2 separate regions of the Mus musculus genome follow, and region 1 is linked to region 2. Evidence: chromatin contacts called from public HiChIP or PLAC-seq data. All regions are on one chromosome and are shown on one strand. Each heading gives the region's core, a stretch centred on a gene start, on an enhancer-like site or on the middle of the called end of the contact. The rest is flanking DNA. Distances are from core to core; before and after follow the strand shown. Region 1 holds the start of Rps4x (ribosomal protein S4, X-linked). Region 2 overlaps Nhsl2 (NHS-like 2).

Evidence for each region. HiChIP or PLAC-seq counts read pairs in DNA pulled down with a chosen protein or histone mark.
Region 1: an H3K4me3 HiChIP or PLAC-seq map of pro-B cells shows a contact between it and region 2, with 2.7 times the contacts expected there. The contact joins the promoter of Rps4x here to the enhancer-like site in region 2. A contact is called at or near these places in 9 of 39 promoter capture datasets (the 3T3-L1 cell line, the C10 cell line, cranial neural crest and 5 more), 9 of 484 Hi-C or Micro-C datasets (the AML12 cell line, the HPC-7 cell line, the N1E-115 cell line and 5 more), 5 of 115 datasets of contacts at active chromatin or transcription factors (astrocytes, embryonic forebrain, embryonic stem cells and 2 more) and 2 of 9 other capture datasets (adipose tissue and liver).

The regions. Positions count from the first base shown.
Region 1 is chrX:102,185,739-102,191,225 of GRCm38.p6, reverse strand. It overlaps Rps4x (ribosomal protein S4, X-linked), which reads left to right and starts at 1,835. Exons shown (of 7, transcript NM_009094.2): 1 at 1,835-1,928; 2 at 2,855-2,932; 3 at 3,224-3,404; 4 at 3,774-3,871; 5 at 4,659-4,830. The coding sequence starts at 1,926.
Region 2 is chrX:102,080,912-102,086,419 of GRCm38.p6, reverse strand. Nhsl2 (NHS-like 2) reads right to left here. Exons shown (of 8, transcript NM_001163610.1): 7 at 4,599-4,731; 8 at 1-3,814. The coding sequence ends at 3,493. Among named protein-coding and RNA genes, the nearest start is that of Rtl5, 12 kb to the right of the region's middle. Within about 2 kb of position 2,164, at least 1 of the 459 cell types and tissues checked has an H3K27ac peak or open chromatin away from gene starts, as enhancers often do. A contact at or near this core is called in pro-B cells, where this site is marked.

The DNA of each region.
Region 1 (5,487 bases), core at 586-3,085, 110 kb before region 2:
TCTGATGCCCTCTCTTCTTGTGTGTCTGAAGACAGTGATAGTGTACTCACATATAATAATAAATAAATCTTTAAAAAAGAAGAGGAAGAAAAGAAATAAAACTATAGGCTGGCCATAGTGGCACATGCCTATCATCCCAGACCCTGGGACAGGAGACTGAGGTGCATATTTTACATATGAAAGCAGACCTGGCCTCCAGATTCTCCCCGCATCCCTCAATCCCTAGCTGGCAGACCCTGCCCCCAAGCCTGAACTTCCCAGCCCAGGAGGTGAGCTGCCTTTTCCCCAGAAGCTCCCTATATAATCCAGATATTTTCCTCTCTCTCTCTCCCCTCTCTCCTCTCTCTCTCCCCCTCCCTCCCTCTCTCTCCTCTCTTCCTCCTCTCCCCCTCTCTTTTCCCTTCCCTCTTCCCACTCTCCTGTCTCTTCCCCCTCCCCCTCTGTTTCCCCTGCCCTCTGTTTTCCCCTCCCCCTCTCTCTCCTCCCCTCTTTCTTCCCTCTCCCCTCTCTTCCCCCTCCCCCCATCTCTTCCTTCCCATTGTGACTCCCCTAGCCTCAGTCCTTGGGGCCAGTGAACTTGCCCGAGAGCACCTTTCCAATAAACCTGCATTTAATATAATCTAATTCTGCTTGATTTGTCTCATTTCACCTACAGTGGCGAAGTAACGTATCACCCAGCACTTGGGAAGATGAGGCAGATGACCTCTCTCAAGCTGCAGGTCAGCCTAGCCTGTCTAGAAGAGCCTGTCTCAAAAGTTAAAAATAAAGATATAGTCTGCTTGCTTGTACTATATAGACTGTGGGGGTGCATGCCTGTAACTCAACTCTCAGCAGAAAAATGATGAGTCTGAGACTACCCTGGCTTACATAATGAGGCTCTGTCTCAAGATGTATATTTCAGTTTGAGGCCAGCCTGGTATACAGAGTGAGTTCCAGGACAGCCAACGCTGCACAGAGAAATCCTGTCTCGAACCCCCCCCCCAAAATGTATATTTCATTTGCATATATATATATATATATATGAAAAAGTGACTCATTCCCTAGCAGCCACTAATGATAACAAATAAATGATAACAACTGCACACACACATATGAGAGAGAGGGGAGGGACAGGAGAAAGAGGAAAGGTGAGGCTGAAAAATACCCCTTTCATAATAGTTTGAAGGGACTGGATCTTTGGGTTTATGATGGGCAGACTTCATCGACCTGTGGGAGGCCACAGATAACTAAGAGAGCAGAAAATGGTGAATGAAGGGCAGCCAGTGCCACCACTCTAACACAGCAGCTTCAAAAGTAGAACAGCTAGGTCTACATACTGGCTAGGCAAAACCAGATACTCTCTAATGTTCCCTCTCTTCCACTTACAGTACAATAAATGTCAAATGTGTTCTACAGGAGTGGATGCGCAGGATGCCAGGTTCAAGCAGAGAGCCTACCATCTCACCCTGGATGGCTCAGTGCCTCAGCAATCTTTACAAAAGCAAAGAGAAACATGCCGTTGGCCAAACCTTTCGCTTAGCATGGGGCTGGCTGATTGGACTGGTAACTCTGGAAGATTAGAGAAACTTTGTATAAGAAAAGTATCGAGTATTAAAATGTATCTTTTTATCACTCAGCCATCTAACAGAACTCTCCTTGCGGGCAGTTATCTGGTGCGATTGGTCTGGGTATCCCCAGCACTCATCACTCGGCACAAAGAAGAGAAAGGACTGAGGAAAAACAGTTTTTGGGAGATTCTCTCAGCCTCAGTTTCCCAGCCTGGGACCTCTGACCTCCCACCAGCAGATGGCAAGAGAGAGTCCCCGCCCGCTGGGAAAGTCTGAGGCTGGGCGGAGCAACCCAGGCTCCAGCGCGCGCGCAGCCTCCGACCCTAATTTCTTCGTTCGCCGGAAGAAGGCGAGTCTCTTTCCGTTCCTAGCGCAGCCATGGTAAGGCAGGGGTACAGCGAGCTCTTGGGTTGCATCGGCTTCCATCCTCCCTGACCGATGCTGCCCGGGTTATCAGGGCTCCCGCGGTCGACTACAGGGTGGAGGCGAAAGCAGCTCTGCTGCAGGCTGGCAGAGATGGGCTTGGCGGCAAGGGAGAATACTGGTCTGAGCTAGGATGGGAAGTCTGCCGCAGAGGGCAAGCAAGGCCTTGGGCTTAATCACACATCCCCTTGCCCAGGGAGAAATGCTTTTCCACTTGGGGAAGAACTTCGAGGGCCCGGGAGTGCAGATTGAAGCTTTGGGCATGTGGGCGCAGGGTCTGCTTGAAGGATTAGCTCTTACTTGTGCATTTGTCTATCTTTTGGCACGGACTTACTTTATATGTTGTGTAGCTGGTAAGTGTACGAAGCATTACAAAAAGCTTCCTTCCGCTTTCGAATGTGAAACTTCGACTCTTTAGTATACAAAGGAGCAGTACACGTGGTAGTGCCAGTGCCGGAGTTAGAGTTTATCTTTGTACCAGAAACCTTCGATCCAGATGGCTGTGTTCTAATACTATACTTTTCGATTGACAATTGAGATACGGTCCTGGGCCATTTTCTGTCCCTATCTGCCTGTGCGTCTAGGGTTGAATCACTGGGTAATTCGCAAGTGTGCTATGAAAGGCTAATTTTTGTGAGCAGGCATAATGGAGACATCTGGCATAACTGTAAAAAATGGGAATCGCTAAGGTGCGAATACTGGGTTTGGCCTATTGATGCTTATCTGTCTTTTCTACGTTTTACTGGGACCCGGCGCTTTCAATATTGCCCACATTTTGTTAATTGGGAAAGTTCGAAAGTCAGTTCATTGAAGGATTTACGCCGTAGGCTTTGCTGGAAAGACCTGAAACAATGTAACAACGTTACTTTGAAAACTTCTTCCAGGCTCGTGGTCCCAAGAAACACCTGAAGCGTGTAGCTGCTCCAAAACATTGGATGCTGGATAAGTTGACTGGCGTGTTTGTAAGTATTGTGGTGTGAAAGGTAGACATACCTTTAACAAGCATATTTGTGGAGTTGAATGTAGAGAATCTTTGGCTGTCTTAAAGACCTGTGTCCTACCTCAATTTTGATACATCTGTTTCATCTACTCCATGTATTCCATAGTACACTGATGGTGGATACATAGACTCAGGTCTCAAAGTAGCAGGCCTCATTCTTTGGAGGAGAAAATGTTGAGGAATCTTCTAGCGACCCCCCCCCCATGTAAAATAACCCAAGTTTTGGTGTAGTAATTTTCCTAAAACTTTCCAGGCTCCTCGTCCATCCACTGGTCCTCACAAGCTGAGGGAATGCCTGCCTCTCATCATTTTCCTAAGGAACAGACTTAAGTATGCCCTGACTGGAGATGAAGTAAAAAAGATTTGCATGCAGCGATTCATTAAGATTGATGGGAAAGTCAGGACCGATATAACCTACCCTGCTGGGTTTATGGGTGAGTAATCAGGATCGGTAGTGGCCACAGGCCCTTAACTCCCAATAGTGGCAGGTGACTGGGAAAGTGCCAGGCTTTCCTGGTCTTCGTCTTCACCCCTACCCTGGCACGGTAATATGGAGAGGTTTGGCTACTGGGCTTTTATTCCTTTTTAAATTTTGAATTTCTTGCTACTCTCCCATACAGACCTACTGGATCAGAATCTCTGTTGGGCTGTTACTTAAATATTGTGGGGATAGCTTCTGAAACCCAAATTCCCATTTAAAGTTTATGTGGAGTCTTGATAAAATGGGCTCACACACACACATCCCCCAGCTCAGTTAGGAGTGTAGTGAGGGTTGCTGTGGTAACCTTATTCTTTGATATCAGATGTCATCAGCATTGACAAGACCGGAGAGAACTTCCGTCTGATCTATGACACCAAGGGTCGCTTTGCTGTTCATCGTATTACACCGGAGGAGGCCAAGGTTGGTGTGGCAAGCGGGCTGGGTAGTTTCCTCTAAAATTAGTTTCTAAGTTAGATCATGGAAGTGAGAGATGAGTCAACAGATTTCATTAGAATTGTGTGCCTAGAGATGAGATCGATGGGGACCTGTTGCATGGTTTAACTTACTGGGTACTCAACCCCGTTTCTCACGTGGCAAAGCACATGCTTGATCTCGGACCTACACCCCAGCCCCTCAGCCTCTGTAAGGTCTGTTGCTAGATATCTTGGGGTGGAGCTTTCTTGTGGCAATTAGAGCACTGACTTTTGGTGTCTTGTAGAAACACGACATCCTTTCTTGGGATTAATTTTGAAGTATTCCTTGGAACATAAAGGAGTTGGCAATCTATTTGGCATGTTGCCATGTCTCCATTTGTGGGTCTACCTTTGCTTTTTGGGTGGGTTAGAGGTACAAGAAACCGGTAATCTTTGGGGCGTTGGTTTAATTTACTATCTTTGCTTAGTTCAGTTTTAGGTGGCTTTTCACGTAGGTTTAGGGCTTGAATTAATGGCTATAAATGAAGGTTAATTCAATTGATGGTGTGGCTTCTGGTTTTCTTACATGCTGCCTTGTTGTCAGTAGGCTGAAGGGCATGTCCAGTGACCACTAGAAATTTGATTTGATAGACAAGTTGCTAATACCGTTGCTGTTTGGAGCAGAGTGCACAAAATGTGATTTTTTTTTTTAAGCTGGGGATTGGCCCCAGAAACAACTATAACAAGGTATATATGAGTTAGATTAAATGTATTTAACCCTTTTATACTTCTAGTACAAGTTGTGCAAAGTGAGAAAGATCTTTGTAGGCACAAAAGGAATCCCGCACCTGGTGACCCATGATGCTCGTACTATTCGGTACCCTGATCCCCTCATCAAGGTGAACGACACCATTCAGATTGATTTGGAGACAGGCAAAATAACTGACTTCATCAAGTTTGACACTGGTAAGCAGCAGCTGTCCCCTCGGTGGCTTGTAAGTTTGAGCTTCTGGGGTTTTTTCCCAAATGTAAGTTTAGTTGAGCTTTGTGAATCACTTGATGCTTGGTGCGGGGTCTTTTGAGGAATTTTATCACTTTCACTGGTCTAAATGCTTGGTGGCTGAAAAGAGGTACGAAAGCCACCTATTAGTGTAAAACTGTTATCAGCTGATCAAGTTAAAGGTGTGATGGGAGGTTGAAGGCCTGACTGAACAAGTCAGGTGGGACTCTGTCTTAGAATAAAAAGGAAGGCTGGAAGTTTAACTCTTAATAGCCTGCCTGCTGTGCTCAGTCCTGAGAGCCACCCATTCTTGGGCTAATGGTGATGTAACCACCTTTAAGGTGCCGACATGGTCCCTGGAATATGACAATGGTAACCAAAGTGTGTCTTGGAACTGGAGGTTATCCAGGCAAGAGGTACTCAGTCAGGACTTGAGAATTCCTCGCGTAGACAGACACCTTCGTTTATATTAGCTGCAGTTAGGGGTTGGAGCAGATCTCGAGGCTGCAGATCTATAGAAGTTAGACTGGTGGGAGGGCTAAATTGACTTGACTTTGGTTTGGGGCACCAGTTGCACTGCTGCTGGTGATGGAGCCTGGGGCTTTGTGCAAATTTAGCAAGCG
Region 2 (5,508 bases), core at 915-3,414:
AAGGGTAAGGCACTGGCGGGGGCCTTGAGAGTGGGCGTCTCCCCAATCGCCTCACCCTAGTCCTGGCCCTGGCAAATCATAGCAAAGGAAAAGCTCACCATTGTGCCACAGACTTGGCTAACATAGAGGGCGGAGCAGTGAGCAACAGAGCACTGAGTGATTGATAGATAACTAGTCTTTTTTTTTTTTTTTCCTGACTGGTTCAAAGGTGAGGAGGAGGGGGGTGGACAGGTGCATGGGTAGATCTGCTCAGAGTGACAAGGTACGGAGACAACTGGATCTGGGTTGTCTAGATAAAGTAGATGTCAGGCAGAATGCTTGTTGGCAGAACCTTAACCTTGGGGTCATGAAGCTAACAGGAATGGATTGGCTGCCCATGGCCTTGACTCCTTTGTGGCTGAGCTGTTGGTACCAGTGCAGTTCACGGGTGTTAGGACTGGAGGACAAGTTGGAGGCCCATGCAGGCCAGGAGTACAGGCAAAGGGGAGGAGCCACAAGCAAAGTCAGCCTTTGTACTAAGACTAGCCTGCTCTCCACCACTCACATTTGAACCACAAATCAATACCCACCAAGTACAAAGCATTAATTGCATCTTGGGGTGGGGATGGGGGGGGGCGTCTTGCCAACCTTTGTCTATATTCACTCTAACAGAGCCACCTACCACTAAAGATTGAAGCTGGAGGGAAACAGGGGAATACAAATAGCTTGAAGCAGAGGCTGACTACCTGGGGCCAATTTGAGTTCCCTCCAACTTACTGTCTATTCTACCTATAGAGATCACTCTGGAAGCAACTTCCCAGAGAACCTCCCTGAAAAGAGTTTCTCCTCAACTTTCCCCCATCCTCACCGGCAGCATACATTGTACCCAGGGAAGAGAGTTGAATAAGAGAAGGTTAAGTATTAGAAAGATGCTTGGTGGTGTGCTGATCAATGAGTGGTAAATCTTTTCCCCAATAGTCTGGTTTCTTTAGGACTAGGTCCACTCCTGCAAACACTGAATGGACATTCCCAGGCCTAAGTCTTTTCTCTGACTGTGAAGTCTCTGCCCCAAATCCTTTTGTGCTAATGGGTTTCTGAGGGTCATAGTGATGCAGAAATGTTCTAAACATCCCGGGCCCACAGAGTTTTGCAGAGGAAAACAAGGGTTCAGGCAACTGAAACCACCTCAAGCGGTCTAAGCGTTCAGTTTTACAATCTTTTGGGGGGGGGAACACCTCCAGAGGTAGCAAGGTGAGGGGAGAGGCAAAACCCATGAGAAGGAACAAACAAGACACTTGCAAAGAAAAAAAATCAGCAAAAGTAGCAAGCCCTATACAGAGTCCCATATGCTCACACGTTCAACCACTCACGATGCTTCTGAAGGGCAGAGCCAGGGAGCCTTTTGCTTCTCTTAGACACAAGCATGGGCATCCGCTCCTTCATTTCCCTACAGAGGCAAATGCCTCTGTCTTTTGGAGTTCTGAGTTCAGGTCAGCTGTGATACTTCTATATAAACTAAGGCCAAGACTGAAGTCCAGATCTCACTATGTAGCCTCAGCAGCCTGGAGCTAGCTATGTAGATCAGGCTGGCCTCAACCTCACAGAGATCTGCCTGGCTCCATCTTCCAGGTGCTGGGATCAAAACTGCATCACACATTCCTGCCTGACTCTTGTTTCAATTCAGTCAAAACTTAGGAAACTTGGTTAAGATCTTCATGTCAAATGTTTTAAACACTTCCAAAACAACTATAGTTTCTCAGAACTGTCTTATTATTTAAGAGACCATTTTCCCCTTAAGTCTGAGAGAAGTGCTAGAAGACAGTTGGTGAGCTTGACCTATTTTCATTTGTCTAGAATTCAGAATTAGACCAACCCAACCAAGGATTTCAGCCTAAGGCTTCCATGCCAGGGGCTCGAGTCTTCTCAGCACTCAGTGGAGTTTTATTTCAGTTTCAGCCATGTTGCCTTGCTGGAGTGTGGGCAGTTGAGCTAAGAGCTTGCTTCTCATTGATAAGGATTGTCAAAATGGAGATCTGTTTGTTTCTGGCCTCTTGCTGCATCCTCCAGGAGAGTGAGCAAGGAATCTGGAAGGGCAGAAGTGCCGTGGGCAGGGGTACAGGAGGAAGGGTGCAGGGAACCGTTTTTTGTTGTTTGTTTGCTTTTGCAAAGCACGATACAAGTTCATTTCCTTTTGGCCCCCTTGGGACCAGAAGACCGAGAGCTTTCCAACACAGGCAAGCACGGTTTCTCTGCTCAGTGTTTTGCCCATCTTATCCCTAGCCCCCCAGAAAGCAGGTATATGGAAATCAGGAGCTCTTGCTTTGCTTACAAAACTGAGTTGACAAGAATGGCCAGTGCCTGATGACTTTGGAAAAGAAGGGGTCATTGTGGTTGTTCTGGAAGTCTTTCCACATCTGCTGTCTTCCACCACAGCTAACTGAAAGTTGGCCAAATAGCAGTACCTAGATGGCAAAAAGTAGCCCTTGTATCCTGGGCCATAGCATGGCTGCCTTTTTGATTTTGAGTGGATCTTTTTTTTAGTATACAGGTTCTGGACTTTCGAAAGAGTCAGACTTCCTTTAAACAAAATCGAAGCAACCACAAAATAGCACAATCTGAATCGAATGGTATCGGGACAAGATACCATTCTTTCCACTCCTGGAGCCTTCCATGATGCCGGTCCTTTACCTAAGTACTTCCTGTAAAATGAATGTTACATGCAAGTGAAATGAGCGTTCTTGGAGTATACAGCATGAGCTGGGCACAGATCCTGGCTACCTATGTTGACAGACACTCGAGAGACCTCAAGGCGTGCATGCGAGTTACCTTGGCTGAGCTTGGTTCATTAGCTAATGGGGGGGGGTCCTAGAAGTTTATTAAAACTCATCACCCTGATCTCCGCATAGACAATCAAACTGAAAAAGGCATGAAGTTTTGGAAGAGTCACAGTCATAGTTTGCACCACAAAAGCCATCCAATCAACCCCATGCCGTAATTAGTGCACGCCTACAGAACTCTCTCTGGAGGAAAGTCACACTGTGGTTGAGGAGGCCTTGGTGTCTTTCTGTGTCTTCACAAAGGGCCATCAAGGCCTCTTCAAGGAAGTAGATAATCAACAGTGGGAACTGGTACCCTCTGTCCCCAGGCCTGATTTAGAAGGTCCCAATCTGTTCTCCGTACTGTGTCCCTCAGTGACAGGAGCCAATGGACAAAGACAATAGGACGTTGAAAAGGTGGCTCTCCAATCTGAGGCTCTCTTAGTGCACAGGGCTAGAGACAAGAAGTAGGACTCCGATGTTCAGTCATGGCAAGGATGGAATAATGGAAATGTGGAAGGTCTGAAGCCTATCTGAGTGCCAGGTGAGCTCCATTGTTGTGTTGTCCTCTCTGCTGTTCAGAGTGTGAGTTAACATCAAAGACATCGATTCTTTTGTCATTCCTGTGGTTGGTTCCTTTCTAAAGCTCTCTCTCTTTCTCCTTCTCTACTCAGGCCTAGGAAGTTAGAAGCAGGGCTTAGGTACTGGGGTTGTCAGTGGGTTCGTAGTCTTTTGAGAACTGTGCAATAATCCTTCGAGCCAGAGGGTTAGTGGTCTTCAGCAGCTCGGCCGCTGAGGGGCGGGTCCTGGGAGTTGCCTTACTTCCCTTCTTCTGGAGCAAGGCCTTGAAATCATCATTTCTACCAGCATCTAGGCAGGCACTGCTACTTGGCCCTGGGGCAGCAGCAGCCTCACCGGTGGGAGAATCAGCTGTATTCTTCACTGGTGAATGGGAGCTGGGTTTGCTTCCCGTGAAGCCCTCCCCAGTCTCTTTCCAGCCCAGTAGCTTTCTTTTGGACCTAAAGGAGAGAAAGACTCGTCTGAGAGAGTTCAGAGAATTCGGGGAGCAGAAAGCCAGCAAAGCTTTGAAAAATTGCCAGCAAGGGATGTGCTAAATAGTATGCATATGACAGCCTTGTGATGATCGGCTATTTCTCACCTCTTAGCTCCCAGGTCCCTTTCAGGGCCCTGTGTTCTCCACATGCTTTTCAATGCTCACAACTGCAATCTTTTGCCCTATGCTACAGGTTCAGTCCTTATTAGTTTTGAGATCAAGGACAGACTTAAAAGAGGTAAGGCCAGTCGCTCAGTGAATGAATTAAGGCAGCCAGAGGGTTTTGAAACTGGTTTGAAAACTGGTGTGCCACACCAGTAACTGGGCTCACGAACCCCTGTGTCATGCCCCTGTGCCCACCCCTGATCCCTCTCTGCCTACGTCCCTGCTCTCATATTCAGCCCAGGGCTCCATGTCACCCTGAGATAGAATTCTGTGGTACAAGGAATTCTGTGAAGGGTTAAACATCTCTGACTGCAGACAGAGCTGTGAGGGAGCAGATGGAGACACAATAGGCCAAGCAGTTGCTAGGAGACGAGGGGCCTCTCTCAGCACCTGGTCCTCCCCTCCTCCCCTTCACTCAAAGACATCAGTGAATTTGAGATGTGAGGCCCCAGACTGCTCACAAATGTAGGTACCTGGACTTAATGTTCACTTGCAATTCTAATGGCTGCTCAGAGGCAGCAGTTTTTCTTTAAGTAGAGAAGGGGAAAGCAATTACAATTACAATGAAGGAAAATGATCCTGACCTGTGTATCACAGTAAATAAATCTTCAGTTGTGCGGGAAGCCACAAACACGTCATCCTCCTCCTCTGCAATCCATTCGGCTGTTTTATCACTGATTAAACTTTTCTCTTCAGCACTCGGTTCCACTGACCTCCCTAGGCATAAGAACCAAAAGGAATGACTTTGACCATGATAGCCAGGACAAAGCACATACAATTTCATTATTTCCCTTGATGTTCAAAGCAACTCTGGATGGACAGCAGGACAGAGGCTTTGATGGCTCCATTTGTCGAGGAGGAACATGGAGATCTGAAGGTTAATAATTTACCCTCAGGCCATTCAATGCCCACATGGTGAAGACCAGTCCAGATCCCTGTTCTCGTGTATGCTTTTCATTACAACAGGTGGTCTGAGCGTGTTTTCTTGTTTATTTACTTATTTAAAACAATAGCGCTGGGGACGGAACTCAGGACCTTGCAGACACTAGGTAAGCTCTCTGGCACTGAGCTATATATTCCCCAGCCCCCCTTGTTATAAATACATAATTAAAAAACTCAAGATACTGAGAGCACGGTAAAGCAATTATCCTCACCCAGTGGGGGGCGGGGGATGGGACCTGTTTGAGTCGGATGGAGCCTGTGGAGTTGGAGGAAGTATATGTGAAAATAACCCGTGGCTTTGACATGCTCACTTGCTTTCGGCGCAGTGATTAACTTACACTGGAAGCCTAAATCAGCTTAAAGAAGGTCATGAGATTTTGATGTTCAGTATTAAGGGTTTAGAAATGATGAGAAACCCATCACTGAGCCTTGAGGGCATTAATAAAAATAAGCAAGTCACAAAGAAAGACAAATCCGTGATTCCACTCAGCATCCAGAACAGTCAAATCTATAGGCCTGAAAAGTAGAACCGTGGTCACCAGGGCAGCAGAG